Regions from separate parts of the Mus musculus genome. Here regions 2, 3, 4, 5 and 6 are each linked to region 1. The links are chromatin contacts, called in public promoter capture Hi-C maps. All regions are on one chromosome and are shown on one strand. The core of a region is the stretch at or near the end of the contact, and the rest is flanking DNA. Distances in the headings are between cores, read along the strand shown.

Region 1 (4,696 bases), core at 737-3,236:
GAGACACAGGTCATCAAGCTACCCAGGATTCTGACCTCTCCTCAACCCCAGAAGCCTCCTTTCCCCAAGGTTTCTGCTTGTGCCTTCCAAACATTCAGGAATTCAGTGAAGAAAAATAAAACTGACATTCTTCAACAAAAGCTGGAAAAGGGGATGGCAGGCTCACACGGGATCATATATAGAAAAATATAATTTAGCAGTGCATGCATACACAATATAGACTTAAAAAAAAAAAAAAAGAATCAGAACTCTAGGCACAAGTTAGGGACCAAAACAGACAGCCTACAGGAAAGGAATCAGGCAATTAAAGTGGAAAAGAAATGCAAGACATTACGTTTAACCAAATAGAATTCCCAAAGTTTGAATTTTGGACAGAACAAAATATCCAGAGATAAGGAAAATAATAAACGACCATGTGACTGGGAAAGAAAAACAATGTTAGTGTTGTTGTCATGAACACCAGAGAAAGAGCACCCATGCGTGCAGGGATGGAAGGGAAAGAAAAGAGGAGAGGTGGGAGGAAATGGGAAAGTCTAGGAAAGAAGGCAGCAGGCATTTCGTTACATATGTGTGCCCCTTCCAACCAGCCACCTTAGAATTGATTGGGGCTGTGGGGATACCCTTAAAGAGCTGATAACTAGAGAATGATGTAGTGGCACAGGGGCCTGGGAGGCAGAAGCAGGCTGATCTCTATCAGTTCCAAGCAGACCAGGGCTACATATTAAGAAGACCAGGGAGGGAGAGGAAAAAAAGGAGAAGAGGGGGATGAAGGAGGAGGAGAAAAAGGAGGGAGGGAGGGAGGGAGGGAGGGAGGGAAGGAGGGAAGGTAGAAAAAAATGAAAAAGAGAAAAGAATTTATGGAAACGAGATGCCAAAGATAAATCTGGAAACCATTCTCAGAGTGTTTAAAAGGATTCTCAAACTGGTGTGCAATTATTTGTCTCCTGACCCAAATAGTCCCATTTTTGCAGGCCTGTGGTGAAGCTCAGAAACAAATTTTTAACAAGGACCCCCAAGTCGGTCTGATCAAGTTGACTGACTGTCGTTGTAAAGCTTGAGAACAAAGAACGCACCTTGCCACAGCATTTCCAGTCTTGGCTCTGAACCAGACACCCAACTGCCCTTAAAAATAGATTATGTGTCTTTTCCTTTTACTGTAGACGCTTTGTTTTTTCGTAGCGTCAAAAAGAGAGCGGGGGACTAACCCATCAGAATCACCTCCAAGAGGTTTTTCCTCAGCCACACCCCACACCAAGAAATGGGAAGCTCTGAAAAGCAAAACCGGTGCATTTTTAGCAAGCACCTCTAGGGGGCAGAGAGCTCCACAAACAGTTATTAATGAGAAAATGGTCTAAAATGGTTTAAACGTGAAGACAACCTAGGGAAAAAAAATGTATACAAATCCCCACAAAGCAAACATGGACGCGTTCTATTCGGGGGCTTGCGGGCATCTTGCAAGGCGTTTAAAAGCCTGCACAGGACAATGGGGGCAGTGGGTTCGGCAATTTAGCACAGAAGAAAACAACTTCTCCTCCCTGGAAAGCAAAGCAACCAAGAAGGTAAGGCTCAGGGGCACCGGCTGCGGGACTCACTAAGTGATGGGTGTGACAACAAGGAAAGCGGCCTGGGCCTGGAGTCAGTGCCCACGGGAGAACGCCGCACCGGAGCGCCTGCCTTCCGCGCTTGGCTGCACCGACCTCGCCCGACGCCCGGACGCCCCGCACCCAGCCTCCGATCCCGGCCCCCTCCCCCTCTCCGGTGCCACCGACAGACTCGTCTCCCTTTCCCCTCCCCCCTCCCCCAGCCTCGGACACTGTCGCTCTGCCTCACCCGACCTCTCCGCCTCCGCACTGACCGTGTCACGGCCTGGCCGAAGACGGCGCCCTCAGCTCTGCAGAACAGCGCCGCAGACCTTGTCAGAGGACAAGACGCCAAGAGCACACAGCTATGCCCGCACCACGCCCGGCGGCCATCTTCCTAGGAGTCAGGAACTGACAGGTCACGTGGTCGTGTGGTGGGCGGTGCTCCTTGTGGCCACGCCTCCTGGAGGGGGCAGTGTGGGAGGAGTTGCAGGTGCTGAAGTGGCTTGGACGCCCTTCCCTCTATTTTAAAGGAATGGAAACATTGCTTCTTTGCCTGGTTTGGCTTCAGATGGTTTGGGTTGGGTTAGGTTGGGTTGGGTTGGGTTGGTTTTGATACAGAGTCAAAGTCGCCCAAGCAGGCTTCAAACTTGCTATGTAGCCAAGAATGACCTTTACGCTCCCGATCCTCCTGCCTCCACCTCCCAGCTGACCCAGCTAAATTAGTGTATTTTTCACAGGTGCCCCAGGCAATATTTTTCCCTGTCATTCGCGCTTTTGAAAGTTAATTTATAACCCGTACCTGGCATTATAAGCAATAATTCAGAGAAATAAACAACAATTACAACTTTGGAAGCCATTGCCCACTTTGCAAATGAAAGTCGCTTAGTTCCTCCTTCCAGGGTCCAGAAGTCCGAAATCTGCCTTCTCCATCATCGGAAGAATGCACTGCCTCCGCAGACGTCCATACTGCCTCCTTCCAGCTGAGGACCCCCCGCCCCAACCCCCCAAGGCCCTTCCAGACTTTGCTCTTCCCACCTCTGCAGAAGTATCACCAAATGCTATTAACTGATCCCTGACCACCATCAGCAACCCCATCCTGGCAATATTCCCTTCAAAGGGCCTCCTGACACCCATTTCCTAGTCTTCTTCCAGGCATGGTACTCCTTCCCAGGTTCCACCTACCTTAATTAATTCAGAGTTCCAGAGTTCTGCCCACGGTCAGTCTCATCCCCAATATGGCCGATATTATAGGCTCCCTCCTGATCCATCTCCGGAAGTGAGTGGGACCCCCACAGGAAGTGGAAAGTTATCTCACATATCACCCCATACTGTCTAAGCAGTTCCTGTGTTAATCACTCAGATCTATTTTAAACCTTTTACTCCCCCATGGGCTGCCGACTCTCTCAACTCCTCTCCCTACCCAGAACTCTTCTTATCTGTCAGGACACTAAGCACTTCTCAGTTAAACTCTTCAGTACTGCCCCCCCCATCCGTGGAGCCCGTTCCCCACAGCACCTGGGAGTGAGGCTCTTGGAAGGCGTGCCCTCACAGACCTTGCCCTGTTCTGCCTGCCTTCCCCTTCAAACCCTGCCAGGGCAAACTGGCCAGTATTTTCTGCTAATAGACACACTGGGCTTCGTGGTACACACCTTTGCCCTCAGCACTCAGAAGCAGAGGCAGGGGGAATCTCTGTGAGTTAGAGGCTGGCTGCATAGTGAAACCCTGTCTCAAGAGGAGGAGGAAGAAGAAGAAGATGAAGAAGAGGAAGGAAGGAGAGAAGGGAGGGAAGGGGAGGGAGAATGTTATCAAGGGGTGAGAGAGGTCACTGAAAAGATCTCACTGAAGAGAAATAGCTGCAGAAATGTAGTTCCTGTGCCCTTGGGGGCTACCCCCAGGGGCTCAGCTCACATTTGAGAAAGATTGGCTGAAGGTTCCTGGCCCTAGCCTTCCAACTCATTTCTCATGCAAGTCTCCCAGACCCTCCTTCATGTACCTTTAACTTGTGCAGAGGGACAAGTAGATTAATGGGATGACTTCCACAAGCCAGGAAGCTGGCTTTAGACAGGACCAGGCTCATGCTTTCCTACACAGAGCTCTCTGCCTCCAGCGGGGAAACCAGAATGAGGGGCAAGCACATCCCACTGATTGCCTTTGGTCTCAGACACAAGCCCAGCTCGGCGACCTACCTTTCTTCCCATCATTGAAACCAAATCCCTGCAGACATTCAGGGAGCACACCATTCTTCCCTAGGGCTGATCTGGAAAGCACTGTGGTTAGGAACTGCAGGTTAGGGTACCAGGATGCAGAGTGGGCTCAGTGAGGAGAGGCAAGGGAGGCTGGGAACACATTCCAACAATTATAAAGCCAGCCCCTGCCCTGCCATGGACCAGACAGGTCTGAACAGGAATTGGGGTAAAACTCTCAGACCTTTTCCTTTTAATTATAGGGATAAGGCATTCCTTCCATAAAATAAATTTTTTAATTATTTAAGAATGACTAGATAACATTTTATAAAAGTGATTTTTAGAAGCATTCAAAATGTTGTGGGGATTGGGAGAGATAAGAAGGCAGTGTTTGCAGGGCAGTCCTAGGTGAAGCAGGGTTAATCTACACGTTTCTATCCTCTACCTCCTGCCTCTGAACGGTTACTCTGATTCAGGGGAAAGTTTCATTTTGATAACAAGGATTTGCCAGCCCCTGGTCCCTTCCACGCTATGGACCCTCATACCCAGTCTTGCAATCGAACTACTGCAGAACTAAGGTTTCCTCCTCAGTTTTGTCTCAAAGACATGCCTCTTCCCTTGCTCTCTGGTCTTTCTCTGGTTCATGTAGCCTGCCTAGATCTTTCCAAGAGACACACCCAGTGGGGTTGATTCTGGAATCACTCAACAACCCAAGACTCTGAATCAGCGGCTTTGAGAGTCTGGCTTACCTTCTTGTCATGTGTTTTTATGGAGAAGGAAAAATAGGCATTATCTTTCCACTCCTTGCCACTCTCTCCAACAAGGCTGTAATTTGATCGCCCTCGGGTCCTTTTTCCATAGCATCAGCACCTGGCCTGATGACTTCAACGGTCTAATCTTTCTCTGTGGCTTCAGTTTCATTGTCTAGCA
Region 2 (4,739 bases), core at 1,907-4,406, 1.1 Mb before region 1:
CTGCAGGGGTAGGTGAGTCCCCTCTAGAAAGTTGCTCTGAGGGGTCTCATAGTTGCTCTTTCAGGACAAGGTCTTTAGGCTTGTTGATCACCCAGAGAGTTTTATTTCAATTACACTTAAGAGAGATGTTCTATGTATGGATGGTTATACTCAAATACCCATTTTGGTATGGCTTTGCTCTGTGGAGTGGAGAATAGTGAAGACCAAAGACCCAAAGGGGTACACCCTGGGCTCCTCTCCTGAGCTCCTAGTCCTCTCATCCCACCAATGAGACTCTCAGCCTACAATTCCCAAGGGCAGCATCAATCCGTCAATCATGATGTCTTGGTATCTTCTCACAGCTCCTCTGTATTCCTAATTCCCACCCAGGAAAGGAAGGGGCTACTATGTACATATATATGGCTTTTTTTACACCCCCATTTATATCCAACAAATCATTGTGCCCTGATTGTCATTCCCCATTTCTCTGAATACAAAACCTTGTTGAAGCTATTCTCTCTGCCTGCCCTCAGAAGTGATTATGAATTTCCAAATTCATATTCTATGGTTGTTACTCTGCTAACTGATCACTTGAGTTGAGAATTTCCTCTCTATGTATAAAGAAACAGAACAGTAAAACATCAGCAACAACTATGACATCCTGAGTCACGAATGTCCCCGTTGGCTGGGGATCTAGAGGCTGCTTCTCAGCACCCGGGAAGAGAAGCATCTATCTCTGCTGCCTATCTAGTTTGTCTCTGACACATTATCTTACTTGGTAACCCCAAGACTTTATGGGTAGCATCACCCCTGCCAGGGTATTTTTACTCACTACTGTTTTTCTAGCTGGCTGATTGGTTGTGCAAAAACCAGCTCTGACTTTCTCTACACCCATTGTTTGTTGTAGCGCCCGGTGAAGTTCTGCACACTCTACTTGGTTTCTCTCCCCCTGCCCTCAGGTTCTTTTTATCTACTGGAGTCATTTGTAAATCATACAAAAGAGTTATATCTCTTCCTCTTTATTGCCTTCATGATGTTTCGTCGGCAATAGGAAAACAATCATGTAATTGGCAATTTCTATAACATAGAAACCTTCCCTATCTCCAGTTTATTAACAACGTGGTGCATTGGAAAGTCCTCATAGATGGGCAGGTGCCGTATTCCAGAATGGGGTGCAAGTTCTTGATCCTCAGTTTCAGATGGAGGTCTTGCTATGGCCACAAAAATCATGTTTAGGCTCTGAGGGATGACATAAGAAGCCACCAGGCAAGTGACTGAGTGAAGCTAAAGAACCTCAGATCCAAATCCCTCTCTATGCTTGGCTTTGTGACTCTTGGGAGGGTTGGAGACAGGAAACTCCTCTCTCATTCTCTGAGGTTCCCTGGTCAATTCTGTCCACTTTGTACTGGGAGTCTTGGGGAGACAAAAAGATGGATTTGTCCACTATTGTGGGCAGATGACACTATTGTCCACTGAATGACTGGCTCAGAAACAGTATTTCAGCACTGAGGGTCTCCTTGTTTCTATAGCCAAATACATCATTCTTTTTTCTTAGAAGTTGTAACTCTACCACCACCACACACCTCTGTCACATGGCACTCTTCTTCTGTCTTAGATACCACTCAGGTCCCCATCCCAGGTCCTGGGTAATAGCACTCAAAGAGCTGTATGTTCCTCACCCCATCTTTGTTCAGAGTCCCCCATACCTAGGGCTGAGCATCCATCCCTGCTGCTGTAGGATGCTAACTCCTTTCTGCCTTCAAGCTCCGTTCTCCAATACGAACTTATCCATTCTGTTTGGATTTCATTGATAAAATGAGGAACATTCCCAAGAGAAATGCAGGTGTGGCTCCTCTCCAGTGTTCAGACGTTGTAAAGACCTCAAGAACATTTCAAGAGAGGGGAGGCCTGCTTTGCAGGCCCGCTATGATGGACATGTGGTCTTTGGCTCCTCTGGGATAGGTAACAGCTCTCTGCATCTCTCTTCTCTTGAACTCCAACATTTCAGGATGAGATTTAAGTAAAGCCTGGAAGTGGCAGGTAGCAACTCCAGAGAAGGGTGGAGACAGGCTAACCAGAACCCTCTGGAGACTGCTGAGGGTAGACAGGACCTCCGTGAGTTCCACTTAGGTCATGTTGTGGACCGTGATGACTTTGTGAACAGGGACTAGTATATAGTTATGCATTTTTTTATAAGAAGAAGCCTGATAACACACGCGCGCGCGCACACACACACACACACACAGAGAGAGAGAGAGAGAGAGAGAGAGAGACAGAGAGAGACAGAGAGACAGAGACAGAGACAGAGAGGGAGAAACAAAACCCTCAAATGCAAAGAGGCCTGCTTTAGTGTGTGTGTGTGTGTGTGTGTGTGTGTGTGTGTAGGAACAGAAGCAAGACTAAGCCACCAAGCAGGCTGCAAAGTGCAGACAAGCCAATCAAAAGTGTGACAATAAGAGAACCTGCCTTTGATGGGGACACATCTCGGGTTCCTCTACTGCCCAAGAGAGATATCCTGCTTGGCCCAAAGCCTGCTCAGGTACTCTTAGGATTCAGAAACTTGGAGTAGAGTGTGTAAGCATAGCTGCATGGGTCTTCATCAGCCTGCTGTGCTGGACCTGGGAATTCTAGCAGGTTTGACAGCTTTACCCTTTCCTAGTGGATTACATAAAGAAGTTTTTGCCACAGTCAATACGGAGTTTTAAAATGTTAAGGACTGTAAATGGAAGCAAAACCAATCGATGCTCTGTGCTGGTCCTGTGATAAGCAAGGGATCTGGACCCCAAGCTTGTTTTGAAGACTGCCCAGAGAGCAAGGGAAGCCAAGGAGAGAAGGAAGTGGTACCCAGAGACAGGAAGGGAGGCTGCACTATAGGTTCACGCCCCGAGTGATGCTTTGGGTCCCAGCTTTACAGTGCAATGTAAAGGGTATGAAGCCAGAGCAGGTGTTCTACAGAGGAACCACCCTGTCGGTAGGAGGGGAGCAGCCAAGAGGGATCCAGGAAATGCCATCTGTCCTTCAGAAGCCCTGTCACCACTGGGGCTGGGGCGATCTGAGTAGCTTCCAGCCCCGGCTGGCTCTTGCCATCCTGAGCCTCTGGCGGCTCTGCCCTCTCCGGAACTGTCTTACTCTTCTGACTCTGAAGGCCTTATTGATTGCTCAAAGTGAACTCTCAGCCCACGGCTTCCTCCACCCCTGGGCAGCTTGCATTTCCTCTGACGTGGTCTGTGTCTTCTCCCTTCCCCCAGCACCCTGAGCTTTTTACATTTCAAATATTTGACAGCTGGGTGAACTTCTGCTTCCGCCCAAAGAAGGACTCTTTGCAGTTCACAATGGCCGGCCAGTGGCGCAGGGGCAACTGTCGCTCCAGCTGTGAGAGAGGCTTTTGCAAATGCTCCGGAGAAGCTGCTGTCCAGCTGCGCGCCTCGCCCTCTGGCAGCGGGCTGCATTTTAATCAACCGGCTCTCACTCTCTGGGAGAAGGACTCATTTGTGGGGCTGGAGCAGATGGCCCCCGCCCCCAGCGCCCCAAGATCCTCAGGCCTTCCGCTCCGGCAGGTGAGGCCTGGTGATGTCAACGCAGGTGTGGATTGGAGGTCCCAGCTCCAATCCAGACCCCCAGAGCCTATGTTAGCGCTGCCTGTATTAGGCATACAGATCCCTAGAGTGCACTGTAAGGAACACACAGCCCTGGGTCCACAATACTGGAAGCTGGAATCCTGTAGATAATGAGAAGAAGATGCCAGATTTGATGAGAGGTGTACTGGGCAGGTGCCGACATTCTGCCCACCATCAGACGATTTGAACTAACTCAGCTTCTTGAACACCTCAGTGTATCCCCAGAGAGATCTGTGAACCTCCATCCCTATGTGTGGAAAACTCTGTGAATATCATGAGTGTCCCTGCCTGTATATATCTTATCCATCTTGTCAGAGCTGGTCTGGGCTGTCCAGCCTTGCAGCCCAGTTGTCTTCTCTGAATAGCTATGACATTTCTCTATGGTGCTTTGCCTGCCTTAAAGAAGTGTTCAGTAAATGCCAGGTGCCTTAATTTCATTAACTCCCCTCAATACCAGATGGGTCTAATCCCTGTTTTCATCCAAGGAGGCAGACACGAGGATTTCCCACTGTGGATGGTGCTGATAAAGCCAGGTTTGATGCCAGGTAGTCTGCCCCTCGCCCCTTCACACCCTCTGTTGTGCAAACTTGTTTGAGATGTGCCCCAGCCCTGCTTGTCTGATGAGAATTGTTGTGGGGACTAGACCTTGGCATTCTTCATCTCAGAGGCACCTAAATAGTATACCTGTGCAGCCGTGCAATATAAAAGGGAGCTACTGCCAGTTCTGCCAGCACCATTTGTTGAAAATGCTGTCTATTTTCCACTGGATGGTTTTAGCTCCCTTGTCAAAGATCAAGTGACCATAGGTGTGTGGGTTCATTTCTGGGTCTTCAATTCTATTCCATTGGTCTAAGATCAAAAATTCAGGTGACAGTAGATGCTGGCGAGGATGTGGAGAAAGAGGAACACTCCTCCTTTGTTGGTGGGATTGCAAGCTTGTACAACGACTCTGGAAATCAGTCTGGCACTTCCTCAGAAAATTGGACATAGTACTACCGGAGGATCCAGCAATACCTCTCCTGGGCATATATCCAGAAGATGTTCCAACTGGTAAGAAAGACACATGCTCCACTATGTTCATAGCAGCCTTATTTATAATAGCCAGAAGCTGGAAAGAACCCAGATGCCCCTCAACAGAGGAAT
Region 3 (4,644 bases), core at 1,814-4,313, 1.4 Mb before region 1:
TACCCGGGGCTGCTTTTCTCAGTTGGATGGACCCCTAGTGCAGAGACCTCATCCTTCTACCTATGGGGAGAAGCAGCTGAATACGCCTAAGCACAGCAGGACCCCAAGACCTGGCTGGAAGTTACCACCTCTCCTCACCTCTGCCCTTCCCACAGGTAACCTTGGCCTCTGGAAAGGAAGGCTTGGAGACCTTCCCTTATTTCTTTCTTACTACCCAAGTCTCAGGCCAGGAACAGGAACAGTTGGACTGCCTGAATAGAATTTTCTACCCATCCTAAACCGTGGCATGTAGGCATATGCCTTGCAGGGCTCTCCTGGATGAATTTTAAGGGGTGTTATATATGCACACTGTTAAATTTATGCTTTGTAACAGATCTCACTTCGGTTGCTTATTTTCCCTGTGTGGGGCTGATGTTGCCACTCTCACGCTGGATCTTAGTGACAGGTTCATGAGGCTGTTGTCACTTATGTGACTCACCGGGGTCTCCTGTGTTCATTCATGCTCTGGCAGCATAAGGAGCGAGTTCTCATTTGTGCCTGGTGCTCTTGTGATTCAGAACGTGCCGTCCACACAGCAGTACCAGGACTGGCTCTTGCTGTCTCTCAGGAGGAGGTATGAGGACAGAGTAGGGGCAGCCATGGGGAGACACCATGTACATGGTGTGAAGAAGTAAATTATGATACCTGACAAGACAGGGATGCAGCAAGAAAATAATGTCGCGAAGCTTTCGAAGTATACATATAGCAGTTTTTATAGGTGGCCAGGGAGGTCTTTAAAACACATGGGATTTGAACTCAGGCTTCAAGGAGCTACAAGCATTAGCCACTTAGCACCTGGGCAATAAGCACTGTTGAGGGAACCTAAGGTCACTGAAGCCTGAAAGCAATGCATCCTGGGAGCTTGCAGGAGCTCCATGGAGGACAGGGTGTCGTGAAGGGAGCCCAGGAGAGCCAGAGTCAGAATGGGTCCAGACACTGCAGGCATCTGGGTTGTCTGTCAGGACAGCCATTGCATCATGGGAAAGCTGTGCTGCTTTATTTATGTAGAGGAGGAAGGGAGGCTGCATTCCACCTGAGTAGACTGATTGTGATGGTTGTGATAGGAGTGGACACAAGGAGTGAAGGGCAGAGGTAGAATCTAGGAGGTTGTTCCTGAGACCACTAGAAGGAATCACACAATGGCAGTGTGTTGGTCAGGTGTGGAAGTAGTAGAGGAAAGAGGATACTCACTGGGCATATCTTAAAGACAGATTCCATTAGATAGTATGAGAAAAACCAAAGTGCTTAAAAAGATAATGAGGATGTCTTCACACAACTGAGCAGAGAGGGAAAGGAGTGGCTAGAGAAGGGTTAGACTCAGGAAGAGGCTACTAAATTCTTTTGTAGAGTCTGTGATGATTATGGGACACCCCAGTGGGGATGCCACACTGGCAGTATCCTCAGAGCCTCTGTTAAGAGGTTGATACACTCTGAGATGACATAGATAGCATTCTGACTAGTGGCTGATGCTTAAAGTAATAAGATGTGCTATGCCCAGAGAGGGAACATTTTAAAAGTTGTGCTGTAGGACCTTCTAGCGTCATGAAGAGCACGTGTGAAGGGTTAGCCAGTAAAGGAGACCTAGAGGGGACATCCAGGAAGGAGAGGCTGGACACTTGAGGGCATTTTCAGAAGGAGTTTCCAAGGAGCTGTGTCCAGGTGCTGGTGGACTGGGTGAGGCAAGGAGCAATGGATTCTGGGATCTGAGCCATCTGGGTCACCGGTTAGTGGGGTGGTTTGGTCTGGTGGCTGTGATGGTGCTGGCAGGAGTGATGGAGACAATTGGGAACCGCTGTGAACAGCTTTGCTGCAGGAAGAGCATAATTTGTGGTGCAAAGGTCAGAAGAGTTATTTATTTTTAGTTGGAAACAGTTTCCACGGTCTGTGTGCCAGTGTGAGTGACCGAGTCTAATGACATCATGCGTATCGAGCTCAGAGGCTGCTGCAGCCACTCTTGTCTTTGGCTTAGAAGGTACAGGGGCTTGCCACATGAAGGCTGTGTAGTAGATACGTAGCTATGACAAAGTAATGGGAAGAAAAAAAAATCGACCAGCCTGCAGCTATGTTTCTTTGAGATCTAAGAGAATAGTTCACCTGCTTTGATGGTTAATGCTGACTGTCAACTTGGCGGGATCTAGAGTCACCTGTGAGGGAGCTTTTAGGTTGGGTTAATTGAGACAGGTAAGCTAATCCTAAAGGACGGATGACATCATTCAACAGGCTGAGGTCTTAAACTGAACGAAAAGGAGAAAGCTGATTGGACACCAGCATTCATCCCTCTCTGCTTCCAGACTGCTAATGCAGTGTGGCTAGCTGCCTCACGTTCCTGCTGCAGTGAGCTGGACTAGACCAACGTGGCCCAGCTGGGGAGTCGCAGGCACACTGTAGGCTGTGAATTGAGGCTCTGTTTGGCTAGACAGAGAGGGACAATATGCGAGAGTGTGAGGCTGCTGGCATGCAGGAGAGTTGAGGAGTCGGCTCACGGTGGGGGCTGAGAGCCTGCAGTGAGACCAGAAGAACTGAGGCTGGTGGTGGGGCCTGAGGGAGGTCCGTCCATACCTTGGGAATCAGGGACTTAGAGGAGGTCAGCATGGGCACCTGTGGCCTTCTGAGTGATGAGGGACTCTTTGGGTGTTTGTAGAAATCAAAAATCTCTAGAGTACTTTCTCCCATCCCCAGAAATGGAGGCATTCTTCTGCCTTGCATTTTCTTTGTCTGTTTTAAAAAAATGGTCTGCTTGGGGCATCTTCCTGTGCTCACCCACCACACACCCCTGTGACCCTCTCACTCTTTTAAGGACAGTGGGACTGATAACTGATGTGTCACTGATGCCTTTCTGGATCCAGTACCATGGCCAGGTGCATGGCGGCATCAAAGGTGACTGGCTTTTCACGTGATACTCCTGCTGCCCATTTTGTCCTTGGAATGTAGTGTTGTAAGCTTTTATCTTCTCATTAACACTGATAGGGTCATTGCAGCCCTGTCTGCGAGGCACTTATGGACCAGAAGCAGACTCTTCCAGCTGTGGGGATCACCATCAGGGAGCAGGCCAGAAACCTTTCCAAGGCTGAGTGCATTCTGCACTTTGTCCAGCATCCATCCGCCCACACCTTCCTCCTAGGACATTTGCTTGGGAATCTGTCTCAGATTCCAAAAAGTATGGAATAGCTTCAAAAAAAAAATAAAAAAAGGAAAAAAATCAGATTACAGAGGCCAAAATACCAGAAAATATCATTCTTGCACAAGCACAGATGATTTGTTGATGTTGAGGGTAGAAATAACATGGTTCAGATGCCTCTAGATACCCTCAGTGTGCACATCTGGAGTGGAAATAACATGAGATTCAGTGTGCACATCTGGAGTGGAAATAACATGAGATGTATAGATTTCTGCTTTTGTTCTAATTGCTTCCCTCTTTCTTTAGTTTGAAAAATAACCTTCTTTTTAAAAACAGGATGGGGGAAATCTGACTGAGAAAGTTTGGCTGAGCTTTGACCCTCTCTCGGCCTTGAGAACAGCTGGAATTCAGAGAACTACATCTGGTTACTCTAGCTCTCTGCTGCTGTGCAGTAGGCTTCATAGACTGCAGGGCGGAGGCAGCTGAGGGGACCTCAGATAGGAAGGCGAGTCTCGGTGCCCGGCTCCCTGGGCTCAGGGGCATTGACCTAGAGAAATTATCTCATCATTTTATTTTCGGAGGCAGGGTCTGTCATTCATTTGAAGCTTCATGTTCCAGCTAGGATGGTTGGCCAGCAAGCTCCTGAGGTTTGTCTGTTTCTATCCCCTAACACTGGAGCTACAGACATACCATGGCCAGCTTTTCCTGGGTATTGATTGGGGAGTTGAACTCAGCAGGTGTTCATACCAAGTGCTCTTGTGCACCGAGTCGACTCTCCAGTCTTCTTGTGGTTCTTTACATTACACAATTGCAGAGACTTTGTGAGACATACCTGCAGATAGCCATAGGTTAGTGATGGTATATTTGGACAGGTTCATTAGAAGCTGTGAGCTTTTATCCCAGGAGCAACCTGAAGAACAGGAGAAGACCCAGAAGGAGAAGCTGGGGCATGTGCCAGACAAAGACTGATGTGTCCTTCCTCTGATTTTAAAACGCTCAAGGCCAACAGTGGAGTTTCATAGACACACTTTCACATTTACAGAAGTCCCATGCAGCCGCCTCCCACATTTGCTGCCTAAGTAACTCCCCACTCTAGTTCGTTTGACTCTTGGTGAATTAAATATAAATGAGAAAGCCATTAGTGTCTTGGCCTTGTCGGATGCTTTAGAGTGGATAGCATAATTCAGTCATCGCAAACTCACTTCAATCCTGACTTCATTGGTTACAGTAATCATTGTGTGAGTTGTGCCTTACCTCGTATTTCTCAGTGTTTTAGAACCTGTGTCTCCTGCATACATGTTAAAACACATAGAGTATATAACAAAGATGAAACATTTGTGTTCAAATCGTAGGCGGGGCCGCTTCTGATAGAGCACAGGTATAATTGACAGGTTTGAACATAATCTCTTCCCATTTCTATTGTTTCGGCAATGACCAAAACAGCCAACAAGACCTCACTATCATACGGTTAAAGAATTCTTGTAATA
Region 4 (4,680 bases), core at 426-2,925, 1.4 Mb before region 1:
ACACTGTGTGCTTTCTTGAACAAAGGCATTTATACAGAGTCTGATGCAAGCCAAAGCTCTAGGAGGCCACGTGTGTCCTTGTTTTGTTTTGGCTTTTGCCTATTGGACATAGGCTCTCACTTATCTAGTCCAGGCTGGCCTTGACTTTGCAATCCTCCTAGCTCAGCCCTCAGAATGCTAGGCTTATTTGTGTGAGGCACGGTATCTATCAAGTGTGTGTCTTTGAAGATTTGAAACATTCAGCCCAGTAACTGGTGATGGTATCGGATGAGGGGCTGGGGAGACAGCTTGGTCACTACAGTGCTTGCCATGCAGGCCTGAGGACCTGAGTTTAATAACCAGCATCCATGTAAGAATACAGATGTGGTGCATGCTCAGCATCCTAGCACTGGATAATGGGGGTTGGGGTAGAGGCAGAAGGTCTCCTGGAACTTGCTGGCCAACAGGTCTGCATGAATTAAAGGGGTTTAGGTTCAGAATATACAGTAGAGAAAAAGAGGTGAACACCCCAGCATTGACTTTTGGCTTGCACTCACATACACATGTATAAACACAAATATGCACCTGGGAATGTAGCAGCAGACGGTAGATGGTACAGAGCTTTTAATCCTGTTTTAATTCTCTAGGGGAAAACTAGAGAAGTTGAGTTAGCAAATGGAGGCTCTCCAGTCCCCCAGCCAAAGAACGCAGTCCACAGCTGTTTGGACCCAAAGTGCTTGAGCAGAACATCTTAGGAGAGAGAGAGAGAGAGAGAGAGAGAGAGAGAGAGAGAGAGAGAGAGAGAGAGAGAGAGAGAGAGAGAGAGAACGCACACAAGTGTGGTGTGTGTGTGTATGTGTGTGTGTGTGTGTGTCTTGGATCCCCCCAAGGGCCTTCCCTAGTTAACTCCCACCTCCTGACATTCCCAGAGCCTCTCAGAAATATCTTTACCAGATGCAGACCAAGCGTTCAGAACACATGCCTGTGGGAACATTTCATTCTAGCCTTAATACATACTCAAAAGGTTCACCCATTTTTGCACGTTTGACATGAACTTCCAGGACCTACCAGAGGGATTGCAAGATAATAACTTATGGGAATTCCCATCCACTGGTGGATCTTAGGCTCTAAGGGAAAGAAACGAAATGCTTTGGCTTGTGCTTCATATATATGCACAGAGCCTCAGCCTCAGGTCCAAGCAGGTTGAGGACTCTTCTCATTCATTTGCATTATCAGAAGTTAGGGTGAAAAGATGATTCTTTCATAGTATTCATGGTAAACTACTCACAGGCAGGATAGCTGTCGGGCAGGTTCTGGCAAGTCCAGAGACTTGCTGTAATTTGCATAGACAGACTACTCTAGAGGGTCCCAGATACTTCACTGAGTGAGATTTCCAGCTTCTGACTGGTAGGGTCGGGATTTTTCACTCGTTTCTTTCTAGCTGTTGGCACTCGTTCTTCTAGTATTGAAAACAGGGGTCCAACTTCAGGAGGACTCATTGCCCCCTTGTCCCGCCACCCCCACCCCCCAACTGATCTGGGCCCTCCCTTTGGCATTGCTGGGGGCTGCTCGCCTGGTCCTGGTGCATGGACATTAAGGCACCTCTGAACGGCAGGGGGCGCTGGCGTGCAAACTGGCTCTGCCTCCCGCGCCCGCGCTTAGTGCGCGCTCGCGCCCCGTCGACCCCGCGCGCAGTTCTCAGGGCGCAGGGCGGGGAGGCATAAAGGGCGCTGCGCTGCGGGGCGGGCTGCACGCGGGAGGCTGACGGGGCAGCGGCACCCGCGAGCCGGCACCGGGCGGGGCCATCACAGCCACGCGCAAAGAGGCCGAGCGGGAGCCCGGACCGCGCGGGACCAGGTGGGTGACGCGCGCGTCCCCTTTGTGTCGGCATCGCCCGAGCGGGCCGCGCGGGATAAGGCTGTGCGGGGCTGGTTTCGGCCCCCTAACCCGTGCTGCCGGGCGGGGACCCCGCGGGCTCCGGGGCGGCGATGGGGACTATGCTCCGGGATTCCGCTGGGTGACGGCCGCGTCCTCCTGGCCGCTTGCACTTGGGGATCGCGCGCCACGGAGAAGTCTCCAGCCGCAGGCGCGGGGTGTGCTTTGCTGGAGTGGCCCGGGTGGGCGGCCGTCTGCAGGCCTTGGGTGGACTCCCGCCGTGACCTGGACATGGGCAGAGCGAGGGCGTGGGGAAGGTCGGGTCCGTTCTGGCCAGTGGCAGTCGCGAGTACCCCGCAGTGCTTAGCCGCGCCTGGCCGTGGGCATGGTCCTCTGCTAGCCTCTGGCCCAGGAGTCTCCGTGTCCCTTGTACCCCTCTTGCCCAAGGAAGTCCCCTCAGGACTCTCGTATCCCGTGCTCCGCATTGCTCCCGGTTTTCTACACCATCCGTGGAGCTCAGAGATTGTATCGCTCCTCCTGCTAAAACTGAAGGCTTCCTGGCCGCCGCCGTTGCGCGGGAAGAGGCGACTTCTTCACCCTAGGCGGGTCTCTGGTGGTCGCACTTAAAGTTTGCTCTAGTTCTTGTTTTGGTCTCTTTTTTTCAGAGAATACTTTAAAGTATACTTATTTTGAACAGTCCTACAGCCTGCTTGGTACAGGGTCAAAGGCCAAGTAACAAGGAGAGCTAGACAAGGCTCTGGGAAACCTTCCCAGGGTTCCTGTGTCCTAGGATTAGAAGGACAGTCCAATCTTGCTTAGGACAGTTCTAGGAAGGAAGGGCCTTCCAGGCGTGGTGTCTGGGAGACAGGTCCTTCTCAATGACCCCGGCCAGGGTAGTAGTTTAGACGGCTAAGAGACGCACATAAACACAGTAGCAGACAGAAGGAAAGGTGGTCAGTGTGCCCTCCGATGAGAGAGCAGAGACAGGGGCCTTTCTAAAGGAGGGATGTGGAATCAGATGACCAGTGGGGCGTAGCCAGGGTGGGGGAAAAAGCACCAGCAAAGGAATGCAGAGTGTGAAGAACCGTTCCCACGGGGTTGCCTCCTTGGCTCCCAAAGAGCCAAAGTTTCGCTCCTCTTCAGCCATACCATTGGTCTGGACTACTTTTTCCAGTGTCTTCCACAGTTTTGCTCTTATTACATTTTAAAGACTGCTAGGGAAGTATATCTGGAGGGGGTTTTGAATTGCAGGTGGAGACTCTGGACTTGGCCTCTGTTGAGTGGGACTCATGGGTGGTCTTGCAGGAGGACTACAAACAGTAAGTACTTCATGCTTCAGGGTGGCTATAGCAGTGTTAAAGGGCCAGGTGCCCCCGGTCGGGTTTTAAGTCAGACACCACCCTTTGCCATACACACCCATTTTACTTTCCAGGGGTCCAACTGACCCTTCTGGGAAAATGGGTGCATCTAATTCAGCATTTTCTGGACCCAGCACAATTTGAATTCTGGAGTTAACATTTTGATATATACACTCCTCTTTAGTTTTTTTCCAAGTGAGTTTTTGTAGGCTCCCTAGCCCAGGCTGGCCTGGAACTAACTCCCTAGGGAGCTGAACATGACCTTAAATTTCTGCAGTTTGCGCCAATGGAGTATTGGAGTGAATGGGACGGACCGCTATAATCAGTTTATGTATAATTGAGGTTTGAACACAGGGCTTTGTGTATATGAATGCTAGGCGAATACTCTCCTGTGCTTCATCTCCAGCCCCTGGACTTCATTTTTCTAAAGATGTTCTAAGTTCTCACGTCAATGCCTCTCACCCCCGTCAAGGGGGAATTACTGAAAGATAAATTCCTGAAAGAAAACACGGGTGAAAAGGAGAGTCCACAGGCCACCAGCCAGCGGAAGCTCTGGACAGTTGCATGTTAGTACTTTACAAGTGTCTTTTAAAACTCCGCTTGCAAGCTTACAGTGCCTGTTTCCAAACTGTTCCTAGACTACGTGGCTTCTCCTGGGGCCTTATTGTGGCTTGAGACTTGGAAAAGATACCACACACTGTTTTCCCAGTGCTGCCCATGTTCAGAGCTAATGCGCTGTCCTGCTTGCAGCCGTAGGGCCCCAAGCCAGGAGCCACGTTGCCTGACTGAGAATGCTGTTTTTTCCACTGTGGTTCCTAACTTGGCCTTGCTGCCTCCTTTTGTTCAAACATCTCCTAGAGGCCTCTTTCTATAGTGGCAAAGAGGGAGAGAGAGAGAGAGAGAGCTGCTGGAGCCTGTCCTGAGCCACCGAGAGGCATGGCTATAGGTGGGTCCTCAGCCCTCCTGTATGACCATGAGGACACTGTAGCTGAAGAGAAGCAATCAGGTGCCCAGACCACATGGTGGATCTGTCCTGAGTATCAGTGACCCTTTCCCTTTTTGCTTCTTGGAATAAGTCAGGGGTGTGAATGCTCTCCTGAGAGCCCATGATCTTTAGCTGACTGGGAGAATGTCTATTTGACTTAGCAGTAGCCCTACCCACGTGGGATGTTCCCATATTGAGACTGTGTGGAGTGGACTCGTCTTTGGAAGGTGGATTGCTGTACTTCTCCTGGGTCTTTGTGGAAGGTGCCTTTCATTCTTTCTAGCCTGGATAAGTTATTTGAGACTAGCCTTCTTTTCTTGGGAGGGTTTCCCAATCGCCGATACACATGGATACTTCTTCTTAATTAGCTGGAGAAATTAATTGAAGCCCTGTTCACACGTCTGCGGGGCATTTGTTCCCAGCCGGGATCCCACCCAGCTGTCTGACCTTGGCAAGCATCTGCTTGCCTGGATGCCTGCAGTT
Region 5 (4,528 bases), core at 933-3,432, 1.1 Mb before region 1:
GATATCCATGTAGCTGCAGATATAAGAATCTGTGAACCTCAGGAATGGATACTGGGAATAGAACTTGGGTCCTCTGCAAGAGGCAGTATACATTCCTCATTACTAAAGCCACCTCTCCAGTCCCTGCATTCACATTCTTACCTAGGGAGCAATGGGCAAACATGAATCTGCGAGGTGTTTTCTGGAGAAAAGTCCTGAGCCAAAATCACCAACATACAGGGTTATAAGGTGACTTAGGAGTTCAGATGTCTCCATGAACTGCGTGTGTGTTTTAAGTTTCTTTGACCGCAGATGTTTAGATTAGATAAAATCCAAGAGCTCCTGTTTACTTTGAATGACATTATACAGTAGTGTCTATATCAAAATAAGCTATATCTGTCTATATATTGTTCATTTTAATGCAAATACCTCAAGTCACATATCTTAGACCCATAATATCCCTTACTTACTATATAGTCACCAACTTCAGGCAACAGAATTGCCTGCTTCCAGAATACTAGAGATGACCTAGTGACACATTCAAGTTGACTGAATTTGGACTGAGTTTTTAAACAAACATTTACAATACAGAAAAATATATACGAGAGAATTAATTGTACACTGTTCAAAACTTGTTTTTGCTCCAGTAAGGAAATGTCATTGTTTGCATTTGACTATTGTTTATTTGAGAAATGGTAGTGACTGCCTTGTCCTAGCTCAGAGAAGCTTTAGTAATAAACATAATAGGTAGGGATTCATAAGATTACCCTGTTGTAATCTCCAATCTATTATTTTCTTGCAATAGCTTTCCCTTGTGTTAACATAGTCTTTTCAGCAACCTGGTTCAAGGGTTTATCTCACCCTCCTGTTCCTATGAGTAGTCTTAAAAAATAAACAGTACACAGCTTTTTATAATAAAGAAAGCAACACTTATCCTGAAATGTTTGGCCTCATACCCCAGTGACAACCAATTTTTTATTATATTAGAAGTTGTATCTGATCTCTAGTCATACATTTAAGCTGGATTCCTGTAATGTATTGGATCATAATTCCAGTTACAGGGACAACTTGAGAAAATTCAAAGTAGCCCCCCTCTGTGTCTCCTGGGCAGAAATACTCTGCATGAGGCTAGACCGATCCTTCCAGCTCAAGGTAGAAAATGCTTCAAGGCTTTCTCTGCAGCCTTGCCACAGACACAAACAGGAGAACCAGATGAGTGTTACACCATCTTGGGTGGTGCAGGATTGAAGTCAGGGACATGGGTGAGAACGGGCCTTGCTGAACCACCCGGTGTGTTCCATACTGGCACAAGGAGGAGGGCACGCATATCTGGGAGTCCATACAACTGCAGGAACTGTAAGGCATGTTCCATGTTAGGATGTGGAGGGTCACATGGTGATCTGTGAGTCCATGTGGCTGTGATAACTGGGGTTTGCAGCACTAGCTGTTGGCTGGGTACTATCTGTTTGGCTCAGTTTGGATTATGCTAATAGGTTGATTGTCAATACTTCACTTTTTTCTTTATGGTGCCTTAACCTCTTTTCAAGAGAATTCCAAAACTGATGCTTTGCTTCCCATTCCTTGAAATTAACAGGGGTGGAGGAGAGCAGTTATGAAATTCATGAATTTTTAAGGAACCACGAAAAATAAATAAAGCAAAATGTTCTCTCATTTCTCTCCAAAAGAAGCAGCTCTGTGTTGAACAATGAAACCTAACTTCCTGGACAGAGACAGTGAACATGCCCAACAGTACCCGGAGGCAAATGCTGTGCTGAATTCACATCCCCAGCTTACATAACATCCCTCTCCCTGCCTGTCCTTGCTGAAGGATTTCCCACACTACACAGAAGTCAGCACTCATGTTTAAAACAGTGCATGGAAGACAGGACAAAGTAAACCGGTTACATGGGGGATTGTCCTTATAGATTTCATACTGAAGGCCTCAAAGTCAAATTGCCTCATTATTAGGCACCCACGTAACTGTAACGGAACCATTAACCTGTTCCTGTCTGGTGATTTTTTTAACACAGTTTTGTGTACACTATGAACTAGAATGTAGTCTTTTTATCTACATGTTCCCTTCAAGGTTCCTGACGACTTGAGATTGTCCACCTGATGCCAGTCCTCCAGTATCCAGGAGAGAATTATCTGGACCTCATGTTCCCACAATGCACTTCTTTGCACTTTCCCACACTGATGCTCATCTGCCACTTCCACCCACAGCCCGCCTTAAGCAATCTTCCTGCTGCCGTCTACCCATCAGCCTGATGTCTTCTGTTCCATGACATTTTTAGCATTGTCTGCAAACTTGGGAGGGACTCAGCACACTCCTCTACCAAATTAATAACTAAAACAAGAAACAAGACTCATCTTGACAACAACTCTGCAGACTACTCATTTACATTTAAGCATCCTTAAAGGAACTTGTTTTTATTGTCCCTGGTGGATTATTTTAGTAGTATTATGATAATTGAGACTTGAGTAATTTTAGAGCTTCGTGTTTGTTAAAATACTTTCGAAGGTACAATAAAATTATAGAGTAACCATATATTGGGGCAGTAGGAGCTTTTGAGTTGAACAGATAGTCCTTAACAAAATGTTTCAAGATTTGTAAAGATACACGAGAGAAGAGGAGGCAGGCCAGGATACTCAGTGCCAATCCTCAGGGAAACAGAGGGGAGGGGGACACGGAGGGAAGGAGCAAGAACTGACCAAAAAAGTATGGGTAGCAAGGATGTTGTCCCTTGACATTGTTCCTCTACAACATGACATGCCTTCTGCTCTTCTCCTGGATACATGGGTGTTCCTAAGACCCACAGGATATCAGCTGCCCAGGAACATGTGTAATGCTCCATCTGTCACCATTAATTCTGCTCTAGGAAACCTTGTGGTAAATGCATATCCTTATATAACCTTCATCAAATGCCCAGTTCAGGAGACTGGGATTGTTAGAACGAAATCAGCATTGCAACTGGAGTCAGGGACCTCCTGAAGAGAACTGTACAATGTCAGGTGTATGTGGCCAACCCACCTAGAACACTGGGTGATAGGTACAGACCTGGGGCAAATTGCACAGGGTAACAGCATCCTACAGTAGCTTGTGTTCTATCCATGTAACTACTTACAAATACTCATGACTTAGTACATCAGGAAGAACGGCAAGTGTGGGGAGATGGCTCACTCATTGGTGTTTGACTGTGAAGAATGGAGATGTGAATTTAGATGAGCCTACCGCCACATCAACCAAATCCCCACCCGCCTAAAGCCTTTGATGAACATGCTGCTATCATTCCACTAGTTCCTTTCTCACTGAGATTTCTGGGGATGTGTTTGTATACAGTTGGTAGTTCATAAAAGCCCCAAGGATGCCCACTTAATTTGTTCCTCACAAAACCCTGTGTACAAAGGCCTTTAAGTGCTCGGTGTATTTCCACCATAGTACTACAAAGATACTTCCAGGTTCATTCCTACTGAGGCAGTTCCATAGCCAATTAATTTTCAAAACATGTTGGGAAAGACTACTATAGCCTGTCACAGGTTCACGGTACTTTGTAGCTTATAAGATGGCACCAAAATCCTGACCATATTTAATCTGAACAATAGCTCTTAAAATCTTCAGGGAAACAACGAGATCAGTGTTTTATTAATACAGAAGTGTGTGTGGAGAATCTAGTGCCTCTCCCTGAGGAGAATATCATTTTTCCTTGCTAGGTAATGTGTAAGATGATTATTGACAGTTGCTAACCAAATTTTAAGCTGCCCATACTCTCTGCCAAGGGAAACTCTGAAGGATTCAGAATTTGAGAGAGCTTTGTGAGTTCAGAAGCTCCTCTGTAGTTCCTTTCCAGATGATCTAAATATCTGAGACAATAAGGCAGGTGCTACCACCCCACGTGCCAGTAGAGGCTCTAAAGGACAGCACCATGTAGCTCATCTGACCAGAGGCCAGCCATCCTGTCATTCTGACCCTCCAGAATCAAGCATGTCTTCTGTGTCCTTTGCAAAGCTCTGAATTGGGGAAGAATGCCTGCTCACTTGTAGGTAGCTTTGTGAGTGCCCCTGTTCACAGGTCCTAGGGCTCTAAATGTGTCATGGTGGTTTGGTCCATGTCTCTGGTACTTGTCTGAATGAGGTAGTGAAGCAGCCTTAAGGCTCTTTCTTTCAGAGGATCAGTTTAACCAGGCTTGCCATGGGCCTTCTGTTTTTAGAAGATTCCTGGACAGAAGGTCCAGACCAGTTCAGATGCACTGGTTTTGTGATCACTTGTTTAACATTGGCCCAGAAAATTAACATGTGAAGTTGTTGATTTCCTAAAATACTGTTTTGTTCAGCTAATATAGTGTCAGGCCCTTAATCCTTGGCCATTGGTTTATGTATTTGTGAAGCAGGCTTCTTGATAGCTACCTGATCTTCTATACCATTTCTAAGTCACAGCATGCTTGGACTCAGTTATGCACTGGCATGATGGCCCTTCCTGGAACTGGCCTCAAGGTGACCACTTACTTGAACATATGTGTGTGCTGTCATGTTCCTGTGAACTCTTTATCAG
Region 6 (4,745 bases), core at 1,041-3,540, 1.2 Mb before region 1:
TATATAAACATAATTTTAGAGGTCAAAATGATTAACCCTGCAGCTACCAAAACAATATTAGCTGTTCTCAGAGAAATAACCATAACAAGATTAGCAATTCTCCTGCCCCCTACCCCCCACTGAATTCTGACAAAGACCACAAACCACCCTGACCTTGTTGGGAGAATTCCTCTGATGTTAATAGTTGTGACATTAATAGCTGATCCATAAGTTCAAAATGTACTATTACTTTGTTGACCAAATCATAATAACCCACCATGGGAGCAAGCAAAGTGAGTCACTAGGCCAAAGGGTTACTTAGTCACTATACAAACCAACCAATGGCTGAAAGGGTTACTTGCTACACCAATGAGAACCTTGTTGCTCAAATCTACCCCTTACAAAGGTATAAAAAGTGTTCTTTCTTTGTTTTGGGTTTCTCCTCTGGCCTGTGTGCTGGGAGGGGAGTCCCCAACATGTTGGATCAATAAAAATCCTCATGCGTTTTGCAGCAATGGCGGTGGTCTCTGTGGTCTTTCTGAGTAAGGGTCTTTTGATGAACTCTAACAAAGTCACAAATCAGGCTGTCCACTAGAATTCAAATCAGATTTTATATTTCAGGGGTTTATAAAAAACCAAAAGAGCAAACAACAAACAGACAGACAAAAAAAAAAAAAAAAAAAAAAAAAAAAAAAAAAAACTCCAAAAAACAAAAAAACCCTCCAGAAGACATAGAAAGAGGTAGCTAGCCAGTTTTCACCACTAACTCGCTTTCAGGGACCTGGGGCCATTTGATGACAGGTTTGCTTTGCTCCTCTATCCTGTGGGTAGACTGCACCCACTGTCTTCATTTCCTGGGCTGTAGTGCTCCCATCCATAAATCAGGGAAACTGGAGATCAGTAATGAAGGGGGTCAGCCAGTTTCACTATTAAATTCCTCAAAGCTGTGGAAGCTGGCCCTGGTGTCTAATCTCACTCCCAGTGTATTGTAATGTCATAGTAACCCAGGTGCAGTCCCCAGGATTTCATCAGAGAGGGCACAGACAATGCCCAGGCTATGAGGCTAGGAATCAGTCCAACAGGTGTTTATTTGTTTGTTATTGTTGAAATTCAGAATCTGAATTACAGTTCCATTAAAAGGGGGACCAAAAAAAAATCTGCCTCTTTCTAGATAGAACCAATCAGTTAAGGGAACAAGAATGAAATATCCTGGAATATGACATATAGTACTGCTGATACTGGATCCTAGGCTTCCGGATTGGGAAGGAAAAAGGACAAGTTTTATCAGGAGATGAGAGCCCTTTGGGAAGGAGCCCAGTAGCTCCTAACTCTCCCTGACTCCCCAGCTGACAACAGTGAAACACTGATTAAGAGGCTGCTGTTTTTTTCCCAATGGTAGCAGCAATCGTTCCCTGGAAGCCAGCTCTCTTGATTAATGTATAAAGGAGATGCGAAAACATACACTCTGCTTTTCTGATACTAAATATACACACCTTTAATCTCTGTTCTCCAGCCTATGCAAGAGCTCACCAGAGAAGAAAATCAAATAGCATACTGTATACAGAAGCTCTCTCCCCCCAAATGCCTGGTTCCTGATTAGAGCAAGAAGAAAGAATAGGATGCCACAGGGAAAGGCACACATCCAAACTATGGAGAGATATCATATTCCTTCTCTCAAGGAAGTGAGGAGCATCTATATGTTTTAATTAAAATATGAAATGCATTTAAGTAAATCTCACTAAGCTCTGAGTCAGCACCTTTAGAAATCATTTTCTCTTTGTTGCAGCCAAATGCAAAGTGATTGATCCGACTGCGAAGTGTAGGGTTTGTGGGACTGTATCAATCCGCCATTTGGAGACTCCGCGCCAACAGTTGTATTTGGTAAGGCGAGTACTAGAGGGAACTCGTAGAAAACTAAAATGCTTGTCAACAGATGAGACACAAATGTACGATCCAAAGCTGTTTCTGGAACGAGCCATTTGGGGAACTGCCACACAGCTTGAGAGATCTGAAAGAAAATGCAGGCTCCACGTGACAACTTTAAATAAAACATAAAGGCCTTTGCTCACAGGGTGGGGGGTCTTACTCTTGCTGATCTACTAGTTTTCCCTGAAAATTGTATTAGCTTGGAAAGTAAACACAATTACTCTGTGAATGCAAATTATGCTTCTAACTAATTACTGATCGAATCCAGCAAAGGACAGCCACATTTTTGTCTTTTGAAATATAATATAAGAAACATTTGTAGTGTGGAGGCTTACCTTGTCCGTCCGAGGAAATTAATTTTCTTTCCTTACCCAGAAAGATTGGTAATTAGCTGGGAGTGTGATGTTCCCTTGTTGCTATGACTACAGCAAGACTTCATAAGGCCCCAGGACTGAGAAAGAGCAAAGGTGACAGAGCCCTTGAGGGAGAGATACTTCCTTGCGGAGCAAGTACAGCCAGCTACCCACCCCATCACACAAGAAGAAGAGGAGCTGGGTTAAGCCTACGGTGCTAATTTACAAAGTATTTTAAAATCAAAGATTGTCCGCACAACATTGTTAACTTTATCTTCTTTTTTCCCCCTCCTTTTTCTTCCTCTGTTTTAAACCCAGGTGTTCTAGGTAATTTGATATTGCTATTGCCTCCAGGGATTTTGTTTGTTTGCTAGTTTTAATCCAAGGAAGTAAAAGAGGCCTCTCAGAGCCACAAGGTTGAAGGTCAAAGATCCCTGGGGTCTGCTGAGCCTAAAAACCCTCCCATGTGGACATTTTCTTAGGTAGAGGAGGCTGCCCATGCTGGAATTTGAGTTTGAGAGCAAGCTTAAACCCCAGAAGCTTCACAATCTTAAACAAGACTGATTCCCCATCATCCTAGTCTTACTTTCCCTGTTGCTTTCTTAACGTTTGATATGAATCTAGGATTCTGTAGGATAGACTTGGACCACCAACACACTTGTTTTTCTGTTTTAAATATGTCACGTTATGAGTCTGTTGTCCTGTTCCCAGCATCCCCCACGTGCTGAGGCAGGTGCTGGCATGAAGCGAGTGAGTGTGAGCCTTTAGGGAATTCACGTGGAAGGGAAGGAGAAGGGTGCACTTACAGGAATAGCATTGGTGCTTAGGGTAGGAAATGAAGGAACGGAGACAAACCTTGACCAATTCGGAGCTACCAAAGTGGAGGACATGGTGAGGTAGGCATGCAGTGATCACAGATAGCAGATGAGCCTCATGGTCTCTTTTCCTCTAAGAATCATACAAGGAGTTTTGAGCATTTCCTTGTGAGGGATCCTATCATTGTCACAGTATAAGTAAATCACATGCAAAGCTACATACTTTTGTCTCATGCATTACAGAAAAAAAGGAAAGCCAAAATTCAGCTCTGGAAGTCTAAGAATGTATGGCTATATTTCTAAAATGTAGCCCATCATACAAAGAAAACAAAAAGACAGACACTCAGTGACGACTTCCTCCTCCTCCTCCTCCTCCTCCTCCTCCTCCCTCCCTCCCTCCCTCCCTCCCTCCCTCCCTCTCCCTCCTTCTCTCTCTTTCTCTCTCCTACCCCTCTCCCCCGTGTGTGTATGGGTGTAGTGGGTGGGTATACACAACTGTACATGTATGTGTAGAAGCCAGTGTGAGATGTATTCTCCATCATGGTAGTAGGTGGGTGTGCACATCTGTGCATGCATGTGTTGAAGCCAGCAGTCAGTATGAGATGTCTTCTTTTGGTACCTTCTCCTGTCTAGAACCGTAAGCCAAAATAAACTCTTGCTCCCATAATTCACTTCTAGTTGTGGCATTTTATCTCAGCAACAGAGAAGTAGCTGAGACATTAAGGTAACAATGTAGTGGCAGAGCTTGTGCTTAGCATTGGAAGGTTCTGATTTCAATCTCTAGTGTATCCTCTCCCCACAGAGAACATCATTACCCATCAACACAACAGAAACCTTTATATCCCTTAAAAATGGTGAGTACATTTTATATTTCTTCTTTGGAACAAATTTTATACTATAAAAAATTAAGAAGTATGTTTATATAGTGTTCTATTATTTATCTTTAAAAAATGAGTGTGAGCCTTAATAAGTTAAAATAGTTGTCATGGATGCTTGATGGCTTGGGTTTAATTCATGAAACCCATAAGGTGAGAGGAAAAGCATCCCTCAAACTCTACACTTTTGCCTAGGCAAGTACAACCATACAGACATGGACACAGACACAGACACAGACACAGACACAGACACAGACACAGACACAGACACAGACATAGATGCACATGCACGCACACACAGAGAGGGAGAGGGAGAGGGAGAGGGAGAGGGAGAGGGAGAGGGAGAGGGAGAAAGAGGGAGAGGGAGAAAGAGGGAGAGGGAGAGCAGAGTTGATTAATTGAAAACAAATAAAAGCTTAATGTATTCATTTAAAGATTAATATATACATACTTGTACATAAATATGGTGCTTCTGGGAGAGTACATAAGAAACTGGTGAGCTGGTTTTCTTTGCTAAGACATGAGAAAGGTATAATTTTTCTTGATTTCTCGTTCATGCACTGTGACAACTGTGTCATATTTTTAAATGAGTCCTACGAAAGTGGGCATATCAACTAAGGAGAAAAACTGCTTTACTCACTCAATTTAGAATTTATTTTTTCTCTCCTTTCTTATGAATCCTGGAATATTCTTAGCTGTTTTTATTACTTCCCCCTTCCTTTTGTCCTCCTCTGCCTTTGTGTTAGCAGCCACAGTCTCTTGAGTGTCCTGTTTCGTCTGCTTTATTTTTCTGTAGA

The links. Promoter capture Hi-C pulls out the DNA fragments that hold promoters and counts their contacts.
Region 2: a contact with region 1 is called in a promoter capture Hi-C map of hippocampal neurons, with 4 times the contacts expected there. The contact joins the enhancer-like site here to the promoter of Kidins220 in region 1. A contact is called at or near these places in 10 of 39 promoter capture datasets (the 3T3-L1 cell line, the C10 cell line, cranial neural crest and 5 more) and 3 of 115 datasets of contacts at active chromatin or transcription factors (embryonic stem cells, kidney and large pre-B cells).
Region 3: a promoter capture Hi-C map of hippocampal neurons shows a contact between it and region 1, with 5 times the contacts expected there. The contact joins the enhancer-like site here to the promoter of Kidins220 in region 1. A contact is called at or near these places in 7 of 39 promoter capture datasets (the 3T3-L1 cell line, 3T3-L1-derived adipocytes, cranial neural crest and 4 more) and 3 of 115 datasets of contacts at active chromatin or transcription factors (bone marrow-derived dendritic cells, embryonic fibroblasts and stem cell-derived neural progenitor cells).
Region 4: a contact with region 1 is called in a promoter capture Hi-C map of pre-B cells, with 5 times the contacts expected there. The contact joins the promoter of Rnf144a here to the promoter of Kidins220 in region 1. A contact is called at or near these places in 10 of 39 promoter capture datasets (the 3T3-L1 cell line, 3T3-L1-derived adipocytes, the C10 cell line and 6 more), 3 of 484 Hi-C or Micro-C datasets (CD4 T cells, CD8 T cells and LSK cells), 3 of 115 datasets of contacts at active chromatin or transcription factors (embryonic forebrain, embryonic hindbrain and large pre-B cells) and 1 of 9 other capture datasets (adipose tissue).
Region 5: a promoter capture Hi-C map of hippocampal neurons shows a contact between it and region 1, with 3 times the contacts expected there. The contact joins the enhancer-like site here to the promoter of Kidins220 in region 1. A contact is called at or near these places in 8 of 39 promoter capture datasets (the 3T3-L1 cell line, cranial neural crest, frontonasal cranial neural crest and 5 more).
Region 6: a promoter capture Hi-C map of liver shows a contact between it and region 1, with 9 times the contacts expected there. The contact joins the promoter of 4930480M12Rik here to the promoter of Kidins220 in region 1. A contact is called at or near these places in 9 of 39 promoter capture datasets (3T3-L1-derived adipocytes, HPC-7-derived erythroid cells, cranial neural crest and 5 more), 1 of 115 datasets of contacts at active chromatin or transcription factors (embryonic limb bud) and 1 of 9 other capture datasets (macrophages).

What each region holds. Positions count from the first base shown.
Region 1 is chr12:24,972,222-24,976,917 of GRCm38.p6, reverse strand. Kidins220 (kinase D-interacting substrate 220) reads right to left here and starts at 1,986. Exons shown (of 32, transcript NM_001081378.1): 1 at 1,856-1,986. It overlaps Gm36236 (a long non-coding RNA gene), which reads left to right and starts at 1,321. Exons shown (of 2, transcript XR_381341.3): 1 at 1,321-1,559; 2 at 1,805-4,696.
Region 2 is chr12:26,066,953-26,071,691 of GRCm38.p6, reverse strand. No RefSeq gene overlaps it. Among named protein-coding and RNA genes, the nearest start is that of Gm29835, 90 kb to the right of the region's middle. Within about 2 kb of position 3,156, at least 104 of the 459 cell types and tissues checked have an H3K27ac peak or open chromatin away from gene starts, as enhancers often do. A contact at or near this core is called in hippocampal neurons, where this site is marked.
Region 3 is chr12:26,384,905-26,389,548 of GRCm38.p6, reverse strand. Rnf144a (ring finger protein 144A) reads left to right here. Exons shown (of 10, transcript NM_001081977.2): 3 at 1-155. Among named protein-coding and RNA genes, the nearest start is that of Mir6538, 28 kb to the left of the region's middle. Within about 2 kb of position 3,063, at least 26 of the 459 cell types and tissues checked have an H3K27ac peak or open chromatin away from gene starts, as enhancers often do.
Region 4 is chr12:26,412,257-26,416,936 of GRCm38.p6, reverse strand. Rnf144a (ring finger protein 144A) reads left to right here and starts at 1,675. Exons shown (of 10, transcript NM_001081977.2): 1 at 1,675-1,836. It overlaps Mir6538 (microRNA 6538), which reads left to right and starts at 1,927; the gene lies at 1,927-2,036.
Region 5 is chr12:26,089,750-26,094,277 of GRCm38.p6, reverse strand. It overlaps Gm29687 (predicted gene, 29687), which reads left to right. Exons shown (of 5, transcript NR_131149.1): 5 at 2,066-2,316. Among named protein-coding and RNA genes, the nearest start is that of Gm29835, 110 kb to the right of the region's middle. Within about 2 kb of position 2,182, at least 5 of the 459 cell types and tissues checked have an H3K27ac peak or open chromatin away from gene starts, as enhancers often do. A contact at or near this core is called in hippocampal neurons, where this site is marked.
Region 6 is chr12:26,208,812-26,213,556 of GRCm38.p6, reverse strand. It overlaps 4930480M12Rik (RIKEN cDNA 4930480M12 gene), which reads right to left and starts at 2,290. Exons shown (of 3, transcript NR_046278.1): 1 at 2,241-2,290. It overlaps Gm29687 (predicted gene, 29687), which reads left to right and starts at 3,052. Exons shown (of 5, transcript NR_131149.1): 1 at 3,052-3,154; 2 at 3,876-3,927.